Regions from separate parts of the Mus musculus genome. Here region 1 is linked to region 2. A link is a contact called in public HiChIP or PLAC-seq data. All regions are on one chromosome and are shown on one strand. Each heading gives the region's core, a stretch centred on a gene start, on an enhancer-like site or on the middle of the called end of the contact. The rest is flanking DNA. Distances are from core to core; before and after follow the strand shown. Region 1 overlaps Abat (4-aminobutyrate aminotransferase). Region 2 holds the start of Carhsp1 (calcium regulated heat stable protein 1).

Evidence for each region. HiChIP or PLAC-seq counts read pairs in DNA pulled down with a chosen protein or histone mark.
Region 1: an H3K4me3 HiChIP or PLAC-seq map of embryonic stem cells shows a contact between it and region 2, with 23 read pairs. The contact joins the enhancer-like site here to the promoter of Carhsp1 in region 2. A contact is called at or near these places in 11 of 39 promoter capture datasets (the C10 cell line, HPC-7-derived erythroid cells, embryonic stem cells and 5 more), 3 of 15 datasets of contacts at CTCF or cohesin (the G1E-ER4 cell line, embryonic stem cells and pro-B cells), 24 of 484 Hi-C or Micro-C datasets (the G1E-ER4 cell line, the HL-1 cell line, differentiating embryonic stem cells and 4 more), 13 of 115 datasets of contacts at active chromatin or transcription factors (the SCID.adh cell line, embryonic stem cells and stem cell-derived neural progenitor cells) and 4 of 9 other capture datasets (adipose tissue, embryonic stem cells, liver and 1 more).

The regions. Positions count from the first base shown.
Region 1 is chr16:8,578,428-8,581,127 of GRCm38.p6, forward strand. The region is part of intron 3 of Abat (4-aminobutyrate aminotransferase); the gene reads left to right. Among named protein-coding and RNA genes, the nearest start is that of Pmm2, 58 kb to the right of the region's middle. Within about 2 kb of position 1,349, at least 20 of the 459 cell types and tissues checked have an H3K27ac peak or open chromatin away from gene starts, as enhancers often do. A contact at or near this core is called in embryonic stem cells, where this site is marked.
Region 2 is chr16:8,670,835-8,673,534 of GRCm38.p6, forward strand. Carhsp1 (calcium regulated heat stable protein 1) reads right to left here and starts at 1,319. Exons shown (of 4, transcript NM_025821.2): 1 at 1,279-1,319.

The DNA of each region.
Region 1 (2,700 bases), core at 99-2,598, 92 kb before region 2:
CCGGCCATTGTGAAGGCTTCAAAGGTGTTTCATGTCTGCTGTCATGAGGACATTGCCTAACAGCAGGCCACAGACTGGGACATGTGGCAGCCAGATTGTGCATGCATTTAGGGCTAACCAGCAGTTAGGTCGGTGGCCCAGTTGGAGCCATCTGCAGGCCTAAGGCGTGGCTGGCTGTCACCTGGTGTACTTTATATCTGAAATGGTTTGCCTCTGCTCCATGGCTGATCATCCTCCAACTTGTCACACTGGGCTTATTCTGATTTCACTCTAAGTCTATTCAGACTGAAGCTCCATACTGCCTTTTGAATGCCCCCACCTTTTCTATTGGCCAAAGCAAGTTGCATGGACAGCTGTCCAGAATACCAGAAGTCACAGCATAGGGCCTGGGCATCAAAGACTTCTGACTGACTTTGATCTTGAAGGAGAAAGAGAAATGTGACATAAGAAAGGTGGTCTGTACAAGTGATAACGGGACAGAATGGGGGACAAACTTGGGGACGGAGAGAAAGGAGCCAGAGGCAGGCAGAGGACGTGGGGGCAGGGAGTGAGGGAGAGAGACAGTGAAAGCAAAGGTGCCACAATGAATTCATTACTTTGTATTCTAACCCAATAGAAAAAGCAATAATAAGATATGATCTTCAAGCCTGACTTGAGCAAGCCTGGCATGAAGCTGTTCACAGCAGGCTTAGTGGCTCACACCTGTAATTCCAGCACTTGGGAGGAGAAAGCAGACAAAGCAGGAATTCAGGGCCTTCCTCTGCTATGTAAGGAGTTCAGGGCCAGCCTGGGACACCTCGGGGACTGCTTCCCTAAGACAGATAGGAGAAGCTGTCTTCTGTGCAAGAGACATGGTATAAACCTTTCAGTGCTTCAGGGATTTTTTCTCTAATATTTAACAGATTTTATCCACAGTGGGATGCTGTCTTATTTACTGTAAAAAGATCATGCCTTTTGCCACAGTTGTGGGAACAGGGATTGGGAAATGGGGGGAAGAGTGGAGACAAACCCACGGAGATGCCTGGGATTCAGGCTCTAGAGACCAGAGTCAGAGTGCAGATTTAACTTCATTGTTTATTATATAAGCTTACATACAGCTTTTTAGCCAATTAGGGTATGTTTATGTATTCAAGGGCAAATGGGGTACAACCTGTGTTGTAGCCAAATCTGACTAGCCTGTCCTTGAACCTGTGGGGGAGAGGCCAATTCCCAGGGGCACTTCTATGAAGACAGGGGAAGCAGCCACCGACTTGGGTCCTTTGTGTTGTCTGGTATGCTGGGAGCTATGTCAGATCACACACTGTGTACAGTGCATGGGGATCCTTCAAGGAATGGGAGGAGCTTGTGGTGCTCCGCTCTCCCACCCACTTCCTCCTCCGCCAAGTTTACCTCCACATCTGCCCCACACACATAGCACCTGCTTTATGAGTTCAAAAATATTCGTCTTATTGTGTTTATCTTTCTGTTGGATGGTTTTCGTCAAACAGAAGGAGAGTGCTTTCTCATGCATATTTCTGTTGGGGTGGATTCTAATTTAATGGAGAAATGCTTAGAATAACTTTTCATATTTTTATTGTTAATATTATTTTATATTTTTTGTGTGGAAATGTGTAATGTCAAAATGCTGACTGCTGAAGACTTCTTTATGCAGAATTATTTTGGAGGCTGAAATCCTGTTACTATCAAGCTTTCTATTCCCAGTTTCTGTTTGAAACTGGGGAAAGTGAATTTTAATCAGAAGTGGGTCTTTGTTGAGAAAATTAATATTGTCAGTTGATCTTACCCCCAGCTACTGATAAGGAAGTTGCATCTTTTCTTTTTGTTCTCCCCAAGTGCTAGAGGTCAAACTTTGAAACTCGGGGCTTCATGCACACTTAGCAAATGCTTTACCACTGAGCTTTGAATTAATAATTTGATGTGGCTGTAAGTCTACATACCATGTATGTGTCGTGTCCGTGGTGAATGGCAGCCGTGATCCCAGCCCTTGAAACTGGAGTTGCAGACACTTCTGAGCTGCCACATAGATTCTGGGAATTGAACCTGGTTCAGTGCTCTTAACCTCTGAGTTATCTTCCCAGCCTGACTAAGCTATTTTAAAATGAGAATAGGGGATGGCAAGGTGGCTGTGCAGTTAAGAGCTCTGGCTGCTCTTCCAGAGGTCCTGAGTTCAATTCTCAGCAACTACATGGTAGCCCACAGCTGTCTGTAAGAGGGTCTGATGCTGTCTCCTGGCCTGTGGCTGTGCATGCATCAGAGAATTCATACATTAAATAAAGTTTGAACATATTATAATATAAGTTATATGTGTAAATAATATAATTATGTAACGTCTCTATGTGTATATGTGTATTTATGAGAACATGAGTTGGCACATGGCTGACAGAGGTACCTGCCACAAAGCCCGATGCCCTGGGATTAAATCTCAGGAATCCATAGGGTGGAAGGAAAGAGCTAACTCCTGCAAATTGTCTTCTGACCTTAGCATGTGTAGTGTGGTGGCTATATACCCACCCACAAACAAAATAAAATAAATAAAAATGTAAAATAAACCTAGAGCTAGCGATGTAGCTCAATGTAGAGCGCTTGCCCAGAATAAGCAAGACCGTGAGCTCTAACTGCAGCACCACAAAAAAGAAAGGAAGGAAGGAAGGAAGGAAGGAAGGAAGGAAGGAAGGAAGGAAGAAAAGAAAGAAAGAAAGA
Region 2 (2,700 bases), core at 69-2,568:
TGTCCCAGACCAGGGAATGGCTGAGCTGAGGCTTAAGGATCACTTAGGGACACAATGAACAGTCAGAGTCACAAAGCCGCTAGAGAAGGCCCTGTGGGAAAGTTCGAGCCTAATAGGACAAAGAACAGGAACATGGGACACAGATTGTAATTCGAGTTTTTAAGTGGTTTGAAGGATCTTGCTGTGGACAGTTCCTCTGTCTTAGTCTCCCCAGTGCTGTGAAGGAGAAGGAAGTTATTTACCGCAGCTGGCCTTGAACTAATTATGGAGCCACGATTGAACCTGAATCCTGAATCCTTTTTACCTCCCCAGTGCTGGGACTGCAGGCATAACCCACCACTACTGGTTTAATGACCAATTATTTTTCATTCTCTCCCTCTGGCTTCAGCTTGGAGAGAGAACATACTAAAAGCACCAAGAAGTAACAGTATGGTCAAGAGGGGAAGGTTTTTAAAAAGCCCCTATTTCTCCAGACACTTAGGCTAGCCAGCTCCCTCTATTCCAATCGGCGGGGAAGGGTGGGGGGGTCTCCTATTTTGCAAAGGGGCACCTCCATCTCTCAGAATCCAGGCCCTGAAGGAGAAGTGGGAATCTACAGCTGACCCTGCACAGACCTAAACTGCAACCTCAGAAAACTGTGAGCTCAGAGCCTGGTTTTTTTAAACAAAAAGCAAAACCCAACCTTGCATTTCCGGCCTGTAAACAGGACCGCCAGTCCCGGTGAAGTTTTCCTCTGTGCCCTAAGGCCCCCATCCTGGCGCAAACACCAAGCGAGCGCGCCCTGCCGCTCCTCCTCCCTACAGGCAGCCAACCGCGAGGGGTCAGGGCGGTTCCCCCTCTCCGGGCCTGGCTACTGTCCCGCCGCCCAGCATGCAGCTGGCGAGGCCCGGCCGTCGAGGACAGCTCCGCCTTCCTCTAGCCGCGAGTCTCCAGCACCTCCAGCCCGCCAGAAAACGCAGAGGGCGCGCCTCCTACGCTCAAAAAACAGGTGGCCCAGAGAGAAGTACTAACCGAAGTCAGACAAGTATCGGTGTTGTGGCCACACCCACCCGTCTCCCCTTGGGGACGGTGAGTAACCCGCGCTCCCCAAACTAGCCCGGGCGACTGGAGCACGTCCCGGAGGTGGGGGTGGGGGGGCACCCATCACGGAGCTGGAGAACGAGAAGGCCCCACAGAGGGGAAGCAAAGTGCAGAGCAGGCCTCGGCCCCGTCCCCGCGGCTCCAGAGATCCCGCGCACCATCACGCCCATCCCTAGGGTCCCAGGACCAGCCACTTACCTGGCGACACGTCCTACTCCTCCAGCTGCTGCTCTTCGACTGCAAGAAAAGATCGGGGACTTGGGGCGTGGCCGCGGGGCAGGGCGGAGTGTGAGACCACGCCCCTTGGAGCTCCGGGCCAATGGACGCGCGGCCCGGACCTTGGACTGGTCGGGGAGGAGGAGCGCGGCACAGCTGCTGCCGCAGGACCTTTGTGTTGATGCCCCGCGGGCGGGAGCCGGGGACTCGGCAGCGGCTGGAGGTGTTCTCCCCGCCACTCGCGGGTCTGCGGGCGCCCAGTGCCGGCCCGGTGCCCGGGAAAGTGGCACAATCGGGTCTCGGCGTGCTGTGCCTGCCACTCCCCAGCACAAGTCCGGCCCCAACCTGCCCTTGACTCGAGATAAGCGGGCGCCTTTTTTTTTTTTTTTTTCAAGAATTAAGAGATAGAAGGAAGGCGAGAGACAGAAAGGGAAATATAAAAATGAGAGGAGGGAGGAGTTGTTTTGTTCGTTTTCTATTGTCTAATTGATTTATTCTTCGTGGGCTGATTTTGAGACAGGATAGCCTCAGACTCCCTAATGGATTTGAGATGGGTGTGGGCACCAACCCCATGTTTTTTCAATTTTTATTTCTACTGAATCCCTGAAGCTTTATGTACTGGCTGGTTTTGTGTGTCAACTTGACACAAGTTAGAGTCATCCGAGAAAAAGGAGCCTCAGTTGAGGAAATGCCTCCATGAGATCCAACTATAGGACATTTTCTCAATTAGTGATCAATGAAGAAAGAGCCCAGCTGGTTGTTGGTGGAGCCATCCCTGGGCTAGTGGTCCTGGGTTCTATAAGAAAGCAGGCTGTGTAAGTCATGAGGAGCAAGCCAGTAAGCAGCTGTCCTCCATGGCCTCTGTATCAGCTCCTGCCCAGTTCCTGTCTTAACTTCCTTCAATAATTAACAGAAACATGGAAGTGTAAGCCAAATAAACCTCTTTCTCCCCAGTTTGCTTTTTGATCAATGGTGTTTTCATGGCAGCAATAGAAACCCTTAAGATACTTTATCTGTGGAAGTAAATGGTGTTTCTTCCAATTTTCAGAAAAGGAAACTGAGGCACAGAGACATGCTGTGATCTATCTCCATGGCCAACAAAGAGAGCAAGCCCTCAGCGTGACCCCCCCCCCAGGGTCAAATTCATATTTCCTAGGTGTGGGAAAGAGGTTCCCTGTAGGTGTGGTAGGCAGCAGCCCCCAGTCTTCCAAGAGATAGCTCATCCCTACTGAGACCCTCTAGACCTACCCCCAGGGCATGCTGAACCATCAAAATCAAGAAAGCCAACTCCTCAGGCAAAGAGAAGGGCTCCCTCGGCTCTCTGGCAGGGGGACTAGAAAATGGTACAGTCACCATTCAGGAAGGAAAAAAAAAAAAAAAGACAGATGCCCAGGCACGTGCCCA